Linked DNA regions of Triticum aestivum: region 2 is linked to region 1. Evidence: chromatin contacts called from public Hi-C data. All regions are on one chromosome and are shown on one strand. Each heading gives the region's core, a stretch centred on a gene start, on an enhancer-like site or on the middle of the called end of the contact. The rest is flanking DNA. Distances are from core to core; before and after follow the strand shown.

Region 1 (7,398 bases), core at 2,667-5,166:
GGAAATCGAAAAATCTAAATGAAATTAAAAAAAATGTTTGCTAATTCATAATTTTTTTTAAAAGCGTTCACCAAATTCAATAAATCTTTGTCAATTAAAAAAAAGTTCACCAATTGAAAAGATGTTAATGTATTATGAAATATTCATGCCTTTCAAAATTGTTTGTCAAAACAAAAAAATGTTAGTGAACTTCAAAAATTGTTCCCCCAATTTAAAAAAAGATTGCCAATTCAAAACAAATGTTCACTTATCTCATAAAAAAGGTTCACAAATTTGTAAAAATTGTTTGTTCATTCAAAATATGTTCACAAATTTAAAGAATGTTCATGATTTCAAAAAATATCCACGAATTCAAAAAATAAGAAAAACAAATATAAAAAGACCGTGAACAAAGAAAAGAACAAATGAAATAAAAAAAAGAACGAAAATAAAAAAGCAGAAAAAATGAACCAAAACCTGAAAGACTAAATGGGCCCGGCCTAATATACGTAATGGCCGGGGAGGGGGGGGGGGAGGGGGAACTCCTATGCGTATTTTGCGGCGAGTAGCCGCCCGAAGCACAGAGAAGCAGCGAACTGGGCCGGCCCAGCAGCGGAAGGGCACCTGAAAAATCCAAAAAATAATGCGCTCGATCAGGTTCGGACACAAGACCGCTCACACTTCACGCGGCTAGTAACCAGTGCACCTGAACAGGTTCAGGCTTGCTGTTCAATTCCTAGCTCGGGGCTTTAATAAGGCAGTATTGTTAGATCGAACGTCTTATGAAAAGGACAATGCTAACGCCCACACGTGTGGTGGGTGTCAAACCTGTCCACACGCCCTATAACACACAGACTGCGCCACGTCACCGCATGCATGCATGTGGAAATCTTTTTGGATTTCAGTTTTTAAAATGTTTTATCTCTTAAATGAAAAATCCGATTGAAGATCCGTTTTCATCATTAAATCTCTCGCGACGAGATCTTCAAAACTAGATCTCATATCAATATATTTCGACGATTTGTTTTGGGTTAAAAGTTGCCATGTCTATTGCATATGAATTGACATGATGTTTACACTGAATTTGCCATGATATGTTTCAGCTATTTTCTTCTATATTTAAAAGTAAATTTTGACATATTATAAAACAGGGAATTAAGAAACTAGATTTGCCATGAACCATAACTAAAATTGCCATGATACATGCACTTAAAATTGCCATGGTTCATACAAAAAATAATTTTTGTGGTCAAAGTACTGGAATTGCCATCATAAAAAAAATAAAATTGCCATGCTCTACAAACTAAAATTTCCACATGGCAACTTTAGTTTAAGCACTATGGCAACTACAGTGTAAACATCACGGCAACTTTTGGGCAAATTTTTTTCGTCAAAACATATCAACATGGGGTCTAGTTTTGAAGATCTCGTCGAGACGGATTTTTAATTTGATTTTTTAATTAGGAGATAAAACATTTTTAAGCAGAAAACCAAAAAGATTCCTGCTAATGTCATCTGTTCATACCTGGCAAAATGAGTGGTGATGAAGGTGTGTGGACGATGTGCAAGATGCCACACGTGTGGGCGTTAGTTTTTTTATGAAAATTAAAACATGATTTTTTTAAGGAATTAAATACTTTTTGAAACTTGAAATATTCCAGAAAAATCAAACAAAATTTTAGACAATAGAACATCTCTTGATTTTGCGATTTTTGTAAAAAAAATAGAAACATTTTTGAAATTGGGTACAAAAGTTGAAGCACGAACATTTTTTGAAACTCCGAACAAAATTTGAAAATATGAACATTTTTCAGCTGTGAACAAAATTTGAAAATAAAAACAATTTTTGAATCTCTGAACAATTTTTTAAACTCCGAACAAAAATTGAAAACATGATCATTTTTTCAGATGTGAACAAAATATGAAAATAAGAACATTTTTTGAATCGATGAACAATTTTTGAAAATACGAACAAATTTTTCAAAAGAAAAGAAATTGTTGACGAATGTGAACATTTCCTAAAAATACGAACATTTTTTAAAATTCACGGACAGTTTAAATTTGCGAAAAAAATTGAAAATGGCAATATGTTTTAAATTCTCGAACACTTTTTGTAAATTGGGAACATTTTTGAAAGTTTTGATTTTTTTTTTGAAAAAATGAGAACAATGTTTGATTGGGAACGTTTTTTTTTAACTCTGAAAATTTTCAAAAAAAGTTTTTTTAAATTTCGAACAATATTTGAATTCTCGAACTTATTTTGAAATAAAAATAAAAAGGAAAAGAAAGAAAAGAAAAGAAAAACGAAACAGATAGAACAGAAAAGAAAAAGTAAAAAAGGAACAGAAACAGAAAATAAAAGGAAAATAAGAATCCCTCTTTAGGGACCTTCTAGAAACAGATAAAAACCGGCTGGGAAACTTCTAGAAAGTTCCCAAAACCGGAACTAACTACAGTGGGAGATGGGCCGGCCCACTTTATCGCGCCCCTGTGCGATCGGTTGACTGTTTGACGCAGAGAGCGCCAAATAGGTTTTTCCAGCTCCTATTCGGCGTCTTAAGCGCCAGCTAGGAAAACCGTAGCCCACGCATTCTGCAGACTGGGTCGGCCCAGTTTCTGAACCGTTGAATCTAAAAACAAATCCGAAAAAAAATGAATAAAATTTTTTTCACCCATTGAAAAGGGTTCATAGCATTTGAAAAAAAGTCCAGGGTGATCTACTAAGAAGGTTAACAAATAATTAAAAAGTTCATGGATTTGGAAAAATAGTTCACTAATTTGAAACAACGGTCATCAATTTCGAAAAAAAGTTTAGAAATTTGAAAAAAGGTCATAGATTTTGAAAACAGTCATTGGTTTGAAAGGTTCATCAATTTGAAAAATTTTCATCGATTTTACAAAAAATAGCAAAATTGAAAAAATTCGCACATTTATCGTTTATCAAAAAGAGTAAGAAAAGAGCAAAAAAAGTAAAATGTAAAAAGAAAAACAAACAAACAAAACCGTTAAAAAAACAGTAAGTAAATCAACTCAAAAAGAAGGTCATCAGCCATGTCCAAAGGGGGTGGCTGGGTGGTTATTGTGGCGTACTTAAAACAAGCAGGTCACTGGTTCGAACCGTAGTGACCTACGCCCCAAATAGGGTTGGCCTTCCCATAGGCCAGCGCAGACACCCCGCGTGCGCTTTGTGCCAGCCCATTTTCCTTTTTATTTTCAAAAACGTTCCAAATTTTCAGAAGCAAATCATAAAAAATTGGAAAATGTTCACAAATTTGAAATTGTGTTTGGTATTTCAAAAGAAGTGCAAGAATTTTGGAAAAAATTCTGAGTTTCCAAAATGTTCACAAATTTCAAAAATCTGTTCTGAATTTCATAAAATATTTTCCTATTCCAAAAATATCCGTGAATAAAAAATTGTTAGCGTATTAAAAAATTGATCCCAAAGTAAAATAATGTTCTCGATTCAAAACAGGTTCAAAAATTTGAAAGATGTTCCCACTTTTATAAAAATGTTCATTAATTTGAAAAAAATCATGAATTTTGGAAAATTCGTGATTTCAAAAATATTTGCTAGTTCAAAAATCTTGGAAATTAAAAAAAATGTTCAGGAATTTAAAAAATCTTAGTTTTGAAATTATGCAGAAATTTGAAAATTTTCTCAATTTTCAGAAAAGCTTACGATTTTTAAAATTGTTCATGATTTGCACGAAATGTCATGAATTTGAAATTTAATCGTGATTTTTAATAAAATTCATGAATTTCATAAAAAAAGAATAAAAACAGATGAAAAAAGTAAAAACGAAAGAAGACAGACAGAAAAGACGCAGAAACAGAGTCTGAGATTTTGGGCATTAACGAGTATCTAGCCCATTAAGCTGATCCAGTAGTCAAGGACTGACTCCTCGCTGCTAACTGGCCCATTAAATAGATCCAGCCGCCAAAGTGGTCTAGGGTTCGTCGTTTCGCCTAGATTGCTTGCCGGGACAGGAGCCCCCCAAAACCGCCACCGGCTTTCTCTCGCTCTCGCGTTCAGGTAATCGTCCTCTCCGGTCTCCCTCTTCAGTCTCGGTTCGATTTGGTTATATCGCCTCCTATGCATTCAGATCAGTCGATCCACCTCATCGCAGGTCCTCTCGATTTCGCCGCGTCCTTCTCCTCTGATCCGAAGGAGAATTGCGTTTTCTTGAAGAATAAAGAGCGGTTAGTGTTCTTTTACCAGTTAGGGAAACTTAGGCCGCCGTTTATGAGTAGATTCTGCGGTGAGGTTTTGTAGAGAACATACTGTCTCGTAGGACAAGTGATAGAATTTTGTGTGTTTGTAGTCTGTGATGAGAACTGCAATTCGTGAAGCGCGCATGTGGTGGGCATTGTTAGCAACCTAGCATCTTTGGAATCTACGCTGGTATTGTCTAGAGTTGTAATTGTGGGTCGGGATCCAAATCAAATGTCCAGAATTTGTGGGGGTGATACTGCAACCCGTTTTATGTTCTTGCCCAGTTCTCTTAGTATGGTGCTTCAAGCTAGTATTGTTGAACTGCTATGTGCACAGCCTGCGCATTTGATTTCGGTTTACATCAATTTGCTGGGAATATGTCCAATCGTTTGTTTTGTATTTTCGTCTATACAGAGTTAGATAGAGAGTTTGTGTGTGATGTGGTGATGCGATTTGTATTCGTTCATCTCAATTTCTCTTGAACGCTGCTCCTTTAGTAGAAGAATCGCATCTGTCAGTTTGCTCCTTATTGATGATAATTCTGCAAGGCTACCTTTTGAAGAGTGGGTGTTCTACATAATTACTCTATGCCACTGATCTGAATATGTTGCTTGTAATATATGATGTGATAACTTTGGTACTTGAATCTAAGGTTCATTTCTTTGCAACCTACTGTTTTGACTTTTGACTGATCAAATTGTCTTCCATTTTGTATAACAGGTGCTGAAGCTAGTCAGAAATGGAAGTAGATACACTGAAGGATGAATTCGATCATGTTGTTAAAAAGCAGAAACTTGCATCCTCGAGAACTATAGATTTGGTAAACCAAATCGAGAAAGAAATTGAGCAGGCTATCGGTGCTATCCAAGAAAATGGCACAGATAGGGATGCTGCATCAAACCTGAACCATGAAATTCTTACTAATCTGAAGAATACGCTGAAAGAGTTGGTTCCAGTGAAGCAACTTGAGAGCTGCCAGAAAGAAATGAACACTGCACTCGGCAAGTGGGTAAAGACCACCGAGAAATTCTTCATCAATGATATTTCAAAAGCTTACAAGAATGTCGACATGGAACCGCATGTACTTAATGAGATTATTGCAAACCATCTATACCGGGAGGCATTATTTGACATAGGTGACAACTTTCTTGGAGAGGCCAGTTGCTTAGCATCTATAAAACTGAAACAACTGTTTCAGGAGATGTATGAGATTTTTGGTGCGCTGCGGACTGAGAAATCTGAGCCTGCTCTGAGTTGGGCAATGAAAAATCATGATGCACTACTGCAAAACGATTCCTGTCTCGAACTTAAGCTTCACCAGTTGCAGTTTGTTGAGATACTCAAGCAAGGAAAAAGAGATGAGGCTCTTCAGTATGCTAGGACATACCTGGCGCCATTTGCTACCATACACAAGGATGTAATCCAGAAGCTGATAGCCTCCATATTATGGGCCGGGCGCCTAGACCAGTCACCATATACAGAGTTCTTAGTACCAACTAACTGGGAGAAGCTAGCTGAGGAGTTCGCTCAACAGTTCTGCAATCTGAAGGGTCAATCCTCCACAGGTCCTATGGGCATGACAGTTGCAGCTGGAGCTGAAGTGTTGCCAATTCTTCTTAAACTGATGACGGTACTAACTGCAAAAAGGGAGTGGCACTCTATGAAGGAATTTCCTTTCCCATTGGACCTCCGCAGGGATTTTCAGTTCCACTCAGTGTTCATCTGTCCTGTGCTTCGTGAGCAAGGTAGTGATGATAATCCTCCAATGCTTCTTCCATGTGGGCATGTCTTGTCGAAGCAGTCGACTGTGAAATTATCAAAGAGCAGCTCCCGGTCTTTCAAATGCCCATATTGCCCGTTCGAAGCATTGGCATCTGAGTGTAAGCGGCTTTATATCTGAGGATTTCTTGCTCTATGATTGGCCATTTGTGTGCACCAGCCTTTGCTATCTCTTTTCCTGTCAACGGTGCTACGTTCTTTTATCACCTCCCTGATAATGTCAAATTTTCGTTGACACTTGTAAAGGTAAGACGTTATACTCAGGGTGCTCAACTCTGCTCATGTCTTGTATATAGAGTATGAAAGAGATGTAATAAGAACACATTGGATGATTGATTCTCTTTATAGGGCCATGGGGTGATTTAACTGTGTTTGATTGACTTGGAAGTGCCAGCTTGTTTTTTTTAGAGAAATGAGCTCTCTTTTTTAGGGAAGCAATTTTTTTAATCAGCTCCTTTAAGCGATGGTATTAACTTGTGATGCTAACCCTGTGTTTGGTTGCGCTGTAGATTCTTGAAAAGCTGTTGTGGAAAAGCTGGAGGTTGTTTGGTTAAAACGACTAGGTTGTTTGGTTAAAACGACTGAAACTGTAGATTTAGTTGTGAATTGTCTGTAGTGTCCCTGGGGTCTGAGTGAATATGTTTATATGCTAATTGACCGTAAAGCGGTGATATGTACATTTGTAGGTAATTGAACGATTATTTTGTAATTTAGGTGATTCATAGCTAACACAAGAGCATAGCACTATTTGCAATTTCCAAAAAAACACAATCCATTCATAGATTTACTTGAAAATACAATAGAGAGCAGCAATATGTAGCAACTACTAATGAAAATGTATTCACAATATACAATCTATGGCTATTAATAGTTAAATAAAAAACAAAAAAAATCATGAACAGAGAAGGATAGGTGGGGATGAGGGAGGAGGTACGAGGTATGAGGGGAGGTGGCCAGAGGGTCGGTGCCGCCATCGGCCGCCGGACTAGGTCGGCTGTGTTCAGGGGAGGATGGAGGAGGGATGGCGGAGGGGCGAGAGGAGGAGACCAGAGGGACAGTGCATCGGCGTCGACGCCGCCGGACTGCTGGTCGAGGGGAATAGGGCCGCCGTGAGCAGGGAGGAAGAGGAATGGAGGAGTGAGGAAGGGAAGGAAGTAGATAAGAGGGAGGAGGGTCGTCGTCAGTGGCGGTGGTGGCGGGCGACGTTGGTAGCCAACCCCGTGGGTTGCTGGCGGCGGCGGCTCCTTTCCCGTCGACCTCTTGCTCGTGTCTTTCCTGCGAGGCGGGAAACACAACAAAGGAGTATAACTTACCAGTGTCATTGGTGGGTAAATACCACTCGATTTGAGTGGGACAGCTAAAAACGGTTGGTTTAGAAGCTGAGAAGTTGGGGTACCCCCAACTGCGGATTTTGCACTACGAAGAAG
Region 2 (7,398 bases), core at 1,673-4,172, 350 kb before region 1:
GCTGCGTGGGCCAAGTGTGGGAGGGGACCAGCCCCAGGTGGGCTGGTGCGCCCCCCCACCAAGGCCCAAGGCGCATGGGAGAGTGGGAGGGGGCAAACCCTAGGTCCAGATGGGCCTTAGGGCCCATCTAGTGGGGCGCCCCCCCTCTCCTCCCCTTGGCCGCCCCCCCTTGATGGGATCTAGGGCTGGCCGCCTCCTCTTGGGGGTGGAAACCCTAAGGGGGGCGCAGCCCCCTCCCCCCCTATATATAGTTGAGGTTTGGGCTGCCCAAGACACACGAGAACGTCTCTCTTTCGGTGCAGCCCTACCCCTCTCCCTCCTCCTCCTCTCCCGCGGTGCTTGGCGAAGCCCTGCGGGATTGCCACGCTCCTCCATCACCACCACGCCGTCGTTCTGCTGCTGGATGGAGTCTTCCCAACCTCTCCCTCTCACCTTGCTGGATCAAGGCGTGGGAGACGTCACCGGGCTGCACGTGTGTTGAACGCGGAGGCGCCGTGGTTCGGCGCTTAGATCGGAATCAACCGCGATCTGAATCGCTACGAGTACGACTCCTTCATCCGCGTTCTTGCAACGCTTCCGCATCGCGATCTACAAGGGTATGTAGATTCACTCCCCTTCCCCTCGTTGCTAGATTACTCCATAGACTGATCTTGGTGATGCGTAGTAAATTTTGAATTTCTGCTACGTTCCCCAACAATTAATTGGTGAATTTTAGGATTATTTAAAATTAGGTTTTCGCGAAAACAGTTCTGTTTTAGTGTTTTATAGGTTTTGTGCTATTTCTTTTAATTTTAATTGCTTTTAATTGTTTTCTTTATTTTTTGACATATTCTTTTAGTTTCTGTTAAGTTATTAGTAGATATTTTATTTGTATTTTATTTCTTTTATCCTCCATTTTCTTTCCCGTCGTTCTTTCCCTCCATTTTCTCCCGCTATTTTCTTTGCCGCCATTTTCTCCCGCCATTCTTTGCCTCCATTTTCTCCTGCCATTTTATTCCCCGTCATTTTATTTGCCACCATTCTCTCCCTCCATTTTCTCCCGCCATTTTATTTCCTGCCATTCTCTCCCGCCATTTTCTTTCCCGCTATTTTCTTTCCCGCCATCTTCTTTCCCGCCATCTTCTTTCTTGCCATCTTCACTTCTCAACTTATAAAACGAGCCTCATGTTGTCCACGACCGTAGATAACATCGTCTGACACGGTCTGTGTCTCCTGCGTCGGTGCTGCTGGTAGAGTGTGAAACACTGTCTGAGAGAAGTCATAAGTGTTTGCAGCTTCGTCATCATCATCGGAGAGTGTTTCACACTTATGACTTCTCTCACACAGTGTTTCACACTCCACATGAAGGCATCATAGTCATCCTCCGTCGATGCAGCACTCCTTAGTGTGGCGGGAGAGAATGGCGGCAAAGAAGATGGCGGGAAAGAAAATGGAAGGAAAAAATTGCGGAAAAGTATTTTTTTTCATGTATAAAACGGCAATGGTTGAACAGGATTTATAAGGAACTTTTAAATATAAACTCCTATGAAGCTCAAAACAAGTTTTCTAGTAGGATAAAAGAAATAAAATACAAAAAATACTACAAATAAAATAGCTACTGATAACTAAACAAAAACAAAAAGAATATGTCAAAAAACTAAAGAAAACAATTTAAAGCAATTAAAATTGAAAGAAATGGCATAAAACCTATAAAACACTAAAACAGAACTGCTTTCATAAAAACCTAATTTTAAATAATTATAAAATTCGCCAATTAATTACTACTGATAAACAAAGTCACAAAGAACCAGTAGCAAAAAGAATCATCTGAAAAAAATACTCCTAGCTCAAATTATAGGCAATCTAGTGATTTGAGCAAATTCATGAAAATTCAAATTCAAACTTTCAAATCTAGTCAAACTTGATATCTACAGGAACTTCATAAAATTTCTAATCTAATGCAAAAAGAATCAAATTAAAATACTAAAAATCCTAATTGATATGAATTTTCTAAAACAGCAGAGCAGGTGTTGGCCGAAAAGTCCTTTTTGGCCAAAGGTTGGCCGAAAAGTCTCTCTTCGGCCAACATGAGGCCGATAGGGTGATACTTTTGATTTTTCTGCATTAGGGTTATAGTTTCCGAATTTGCTATAAAAATCATCATAGTTTCAAAAAAAAATCCGATCCAAACAGCCCCTCGGCGTCCGGAGCCGCCGGAAGAGAGCAATGCTAGGGGACGGCAAGTCTGAGAGAAAACCCCTGGCCATGACCAAGCTTCAAAATATCGGATAGCGGGTCCGTATCGGTTTGGTTTTGACATATTGGATGTCGGATATCGGATGATATGTAGATATATCGGTCTCTAGTTTTTTTTTCATTATTCTTGTTTAAAACATTTTTTAGTAAAAGAAAATGTATGATGTCAATGCTTCAACATAGCATTTTTAGATTCCTAGTTTATTGATTTGTTGATTAAGAAACTATTAAGGAAAGATTCACAAAATCCTTACTCTATGATTAAAAACAGTACGATATATATGCATTTGTATAAAACATTGTGAATAACTTCAATAATATATAACGAAGTTGTAAATGCACAATCTTATTTCACTGCTATCCAACAAATTATTATTGTCATCTATGTATTGTTCTATATCGCTGGACATATTGGGCTAGATATCGGCCATATCGGTTGATATTTCGGCCCATATCGGATGATATATTGAAAAATGATATATTATGTTTATGTCGGTGGAGCCCCAAAAGTGATATATCAGCCTATATATCGGTCGTACCGGCCTAGATTTAAAAGCTTGGCTATGACATCGATGAGGCTTTACCAATGTTGGTCTTGAGACTGATTCTCACGTGACGAGTTGACGACATCAGTTTTTTTTCTTTTCGAGAACTCGTGATCTGATAATAGGCATCCCACGATCATATACCGGATTAGTGGCACAACGGAAGTGCAGAACAGCGTCACCTAGCCGGGTCACACCCACGAACCCAAGAAACCACATCCGAACCCAAATCTGCGCCTCTCCGTCGCCATGGCTCTCTCATCCCTCTTCGTCTCCCTCCCCCTCCCCATCCCGAGGCCGCCATCCACCTCCAAATCAAGCCGCTTCCTCCCTATCCGGGCCTCTCCCGCCGCCGCCGCCGCCGCCTCCCCATCTTTTGACCTGCGCCGCTACTGGACCTCGCTGATCTCGGAGGTCGAGGGCGAGCTCGATGCCGCGATGCCCATCCGCCCGCCGGAGAGCATCCACAACGCCATGCGCCACGCCGTCCTCCCGGGCGCCGGAAAGGAGGGCGCCGCCAAGCGCGCGCCCCCGGTTCTCTGCGTCGCCGCCTGCGAGCTCCTCGGCGCGCCGCGCGCCGCGGCGCTCCCCACCGCCGCCGCGCTGGAGATGCTCCACGCGGCGTCCCTCGTGCACGACGACTTGCCGTGCTTTGACGCCGCGCCCACCCGCCGAGGTCGCCCGTCCACCCACGCGGCGTACGGCACGGACATGGCCGTCCTCGCAGGAGACGCGCTCTTCCCGCTCGCCTACACCCACGTCATCTCCCGCACCCCCTCCCCCGACCCCGTGTCGCACGCCGTCCTCCTCCGCGTTCTCGCAGAACTCGCGCGCACCGTGGGATCCACCGGCATGGCCGCCGGCCAGTTCCTCGATCTCGCCGGTGCCAGCGCCCTCGGTGAAGCCGAGGTCATGCAGGTCCTGACCAAGAAGTTCGGCGAGATGGCGGAGTGCTCAGCCGCGTGCGGGGCTATGCTAGGCGGTGCGGGCCCCGACGAGGAGGCCGCGTTGCGGCGATACGGCCGCACCATTGGCGTCCTGTACGAGCTCGTGGACGACATGCGGAGCGCGTCGGGAAACGGCAAGATGAGGAGCAACGCCAGCGTCCTGCGCTCTCTGGGCATGGACCGTGCGCTGGGCATCGTCGAGGAGCTCAAGGCGCAGGCCAAGACGGAGGCGGACAGGTTCGGTGATAAGTATGGCGACCGGGTGCTGCCTCTGTACAGCTTCGTGGACTACGCCGTGGAGAGGGGCTTTGAGCTCCAGGATGCAGCCACCGCGAAGCTTTAAGCATTGGCACAGGTGACATGTAGAGTTATGTGGTGCTGAAATTCTGTGATCTGAAACTCTAAATCTGTAACATATGTGTTCAGAACATTAGATGCGTGGTTGCTGTTTCTGTCCAAAACGTAGCAAGTTCATAACATGGTATCAAATGATAAACTTATTTGATAAAATGCTAGTAATATTTTTGAGTTCCTAATGCACGGGAGTGAAGCTGACCCAAGTTTACACCATGTTCTGAGCTTTCGAATTGTTCCTACTGCTCGGTTCGTTTGTAAGAAAGTTTACCTGTTGTGCTTCGTCGTTTGAAATTGTGTGAAACATCACATGGTGGTAAAACATTTCAGTACTCTAGGCCATCACAATGCTTTGTTACCTGACAATTATAAATATTCATAAATTTTGCCAGACATTAAAAATGAGAAAGCACGCGACTATAAGAGGGTCTCTAGGTCTTCCCCTAAAAAAATCAATTTCTTGATTCTTGTCTAGGGAGTTAACACTATATATTCCTTCTCCTAAATTGTATAGCTCACTCAAATTTTAGGGGTTAAGTTCAGGGAGTAGTAAATTCTGCCTATATTTGATTAGAATTTGCCCCCTCAGCATGGAGGAAGTTTCCTTTCGCAATCACCGCCTCCCGCCATCGCTGAAGCCGGCAACCTCTCCGGCCATGTCACTCCGACGCTCACATCCCCACCCTTTCCAAGTTGCAATACGGCCATGTCACTGTGCCGGAAGAGCTATTGGCCGCCGCACCCGACCTTCGCTGCCTCGGTGCCTCCTAAGCCTCCTCCAACACATCTTCATCGAATTATATTCAAAATAAAAGAAAAGGACTTTTTGTAAGAAAACGTCCCCCGCTAATCCAGACGAGCTTTCAAATATTTGTCCCACATCCATTCGGCCTGTGTTGTGCCGACCATTGTCGCCTCCCGAGCCAAGCCACGGCGGAACCAGGTCGTGGCACCTCTCCACCTCCCCCGCGTCCCTTTTCCGATGCACGGTTGCACGCGAGGTGGGTAAAAGGGTTTTTTTTTCTTTCATTTTCTCATTTCCTATGCCAATGTGGAAATATATCTGAAATACCTTTATGCAAAAATATATGAATTTGCATAGGAATTTTTTTGGAGGGTGGGGGGTGCACATAAATTTAAACCCTCAAATTCTAGGGAGTTTACTTCATAGAAATAGTGTAAGTTATTAAGTTATAGGAAAGTAGAAAGATATATTTTTTTGAATCGGGAATAACCCCTTTCCATTAACTGAATAACATAAATGCAAAGTCCAGATCCAGAGTTTAAGAGGACGGGAAAGGGGGGACCCACTACAGGAACTCGCCTACGAGACACTTGCTATGGGGCGAAAACCCGACGACATCGCAACCACAAAAGTATCACGTATCAGGACAGGCTCAACAGGCAAGCAATGCAACGTTCATGTAGGAGCAGGGAACAAACGTCAAAAGACATAATAAGACAACACTAGGCAACCAACCAAGGTCAGGAGTGGAAGGAGATGAAGCTCCTAGCTTCCTATAGAATCGTCCGTGGCCGTAGCTCACATCCGCATCTTGTTGCTAGCATTCTCCCTCAACATCATCATGCCACGCTCCAGAGCTTCACGATCTGCACCCTTCATTAGCCATGCCTAGTAGTTCAAGAAAACACAAGCAGAGAACACAATTTCAAAAGGGGTTTTAGGCAATGTGAACTCAATGGTGGCACGATTTCAGCAATTCCAGATAGCCTATCGCAGCCAGGCCAAAAGTGAATCTATGTTTTTCAAGTTGCTCATACATAGACTTGGTAGACTTGGTAGCGAATCTATGTTTAGAGCCAGGAGCGTAAGTTGAATACTCGCAACAACAACATTCATCTTACACCACATCTCATTGAGAGGCGGGTGTAGTCGTCTACGAAATAGATTAAGCACATCCACATCTCTCCACTTATCCACAGTCATGCCAGGGTAATTACAAACACTAAACAACTGAGGGAACTGGGTGTATAAAGGGGGCAATCTATTCACGGAAACCACACAGACATGGGCCACGGCCCCATATCTCAATTGACAGCTTTCCATATAGGGGAGCCGTTAAATTTCCTTTTAACCGTGGCAACGGTATCCCTCTTGAGATACTTTGCTTTGATCGCACCCCGCCAGAGCCCTTGTTGAGTGTCAAGTTTCCACCACCACTTGACCAACAAGCTAATATTTTTCTTACGAAGGTCTTTCATTCCAAGCCCACCTTTTGTTTTCGATCGACGCACATGATCCCAGCGAACCAGTTGGTATCTTTTTCGACCTCCCAAACTCGTCACAAAAATGACGTCTATGTTTGTCAAGTTTCTCATTGAAAGTCTTAGGAAGGAGGAACATGGCCATGTAATAGTAAACTATACTAGACAAGGAGGAATTCATGGGAGTGAGCCCCCCGAGGAGGCTACATTCCCGATGCAAGATTTGCAACGCTTCAGAAACTTTTAATCCACAAAAATCTAGTCCAAGCATCTCAAAGTAGAAAAGCCATTGGACCCCCCCCCCCCCCAAGTATTTCATGGGGAAATGGCCTACCTGACATTTAACCAAATTAGCCTAGAAGTCCAACACATTATCATCACCCCCACACAAAAGGTTTCACTTTTTAGGTAGTGGACCTTCAATCCTAACATAAGCTCGAACAGATATAACAACAGTTTTAGGTTAACAACCACCAAAGGGTCATGCTCAAAGCAAAGGACGGTGTCGTCTGCATATTGCAGAACAACCACACCACCGCTAATCAGATCAGGAGTTAATCCTGTAGCAACTTCTCTTTCTGGGGCTAAAAATCATTTTAGACAAACTTTCAACAGCAAGATTAAATAGAAAAGGGGACAGACGATCTCCTTGACGGATCCCCTTGTGGCTCTGAAAGTAAGGGCTCATCTCATACAATTGTAAAGAATTTTACGAATCCATTCGCACCAGGTATCATTAGAGCCCCTCAACTTGTAGCATCATGGCAAAAAAAAGTCCCAATTGATCTTATCGTAAGCCTTTTCAAAATCAAGCTTAATAACTATGCCCACTTTCTTCTTAACATGAGTGTGGTGAAGGATCTCGTGCAAGGTCAGGATCCCATCCATAATATTTTTATTTTTTATAAAAGCATTCTGGTGACAACTAATCATCTTATCAGAATAGATAGCTACCCGATTGTCAAGAGTTTTGGTAATCAGCTTATATGGGCAGCGAAGAAGGCAGATAGGACGGAATTGTTGGAATTTTCTTTGCTCCTGGCAGCTTCGTGATCAAGGTGATCAAACCAAAATTCAGACGCGCTACATCC

What was found. Hi-C and Micro-C count contacts between places; a contact is called where the count stands out from the background.
Region 2: a Hi-C map of leaf shows a contact between it and region 1, with 5 times the contacts expected there. The contact joins the promoter of LOC123145055 here to the promoter of LOC123145052 in region 1. A contact is called at or near these places in 2 of 5 Hi-C or Micro-C datasets (both in leaf).

Annotation. Positions count from the first base shown.
Region 1 is chr6D:349,512,153-349,519,550 of IWGSC CS RefSeq v2.1, reverse strand. LOC123145052 (protein RMD5 homolog) reads left to right here and starts at 3,916. Exons shown (of 4, transcript XR_006472073.1): 1 at 3,916-4,012; 2 at 4,107-4,179; 3 at 4,913-6,217; 4 at 6,481-6,713.
Region 2 is chr6D:349,863,870-349,871,267 of IWGSC CS RefSeq v2.1, reverse strand. It overlaps LOC123145055 (heterodimeric geranylgeranyl pyrophosphate synthase small subunit, chloroplastic), which reads left to right and starts at 2,922. Exons shown (of 1, transcript XM_044564363.1): 1 at 2,922-4,263. The coding sequence starts at 3,030. The coding sequence ends at 4,070.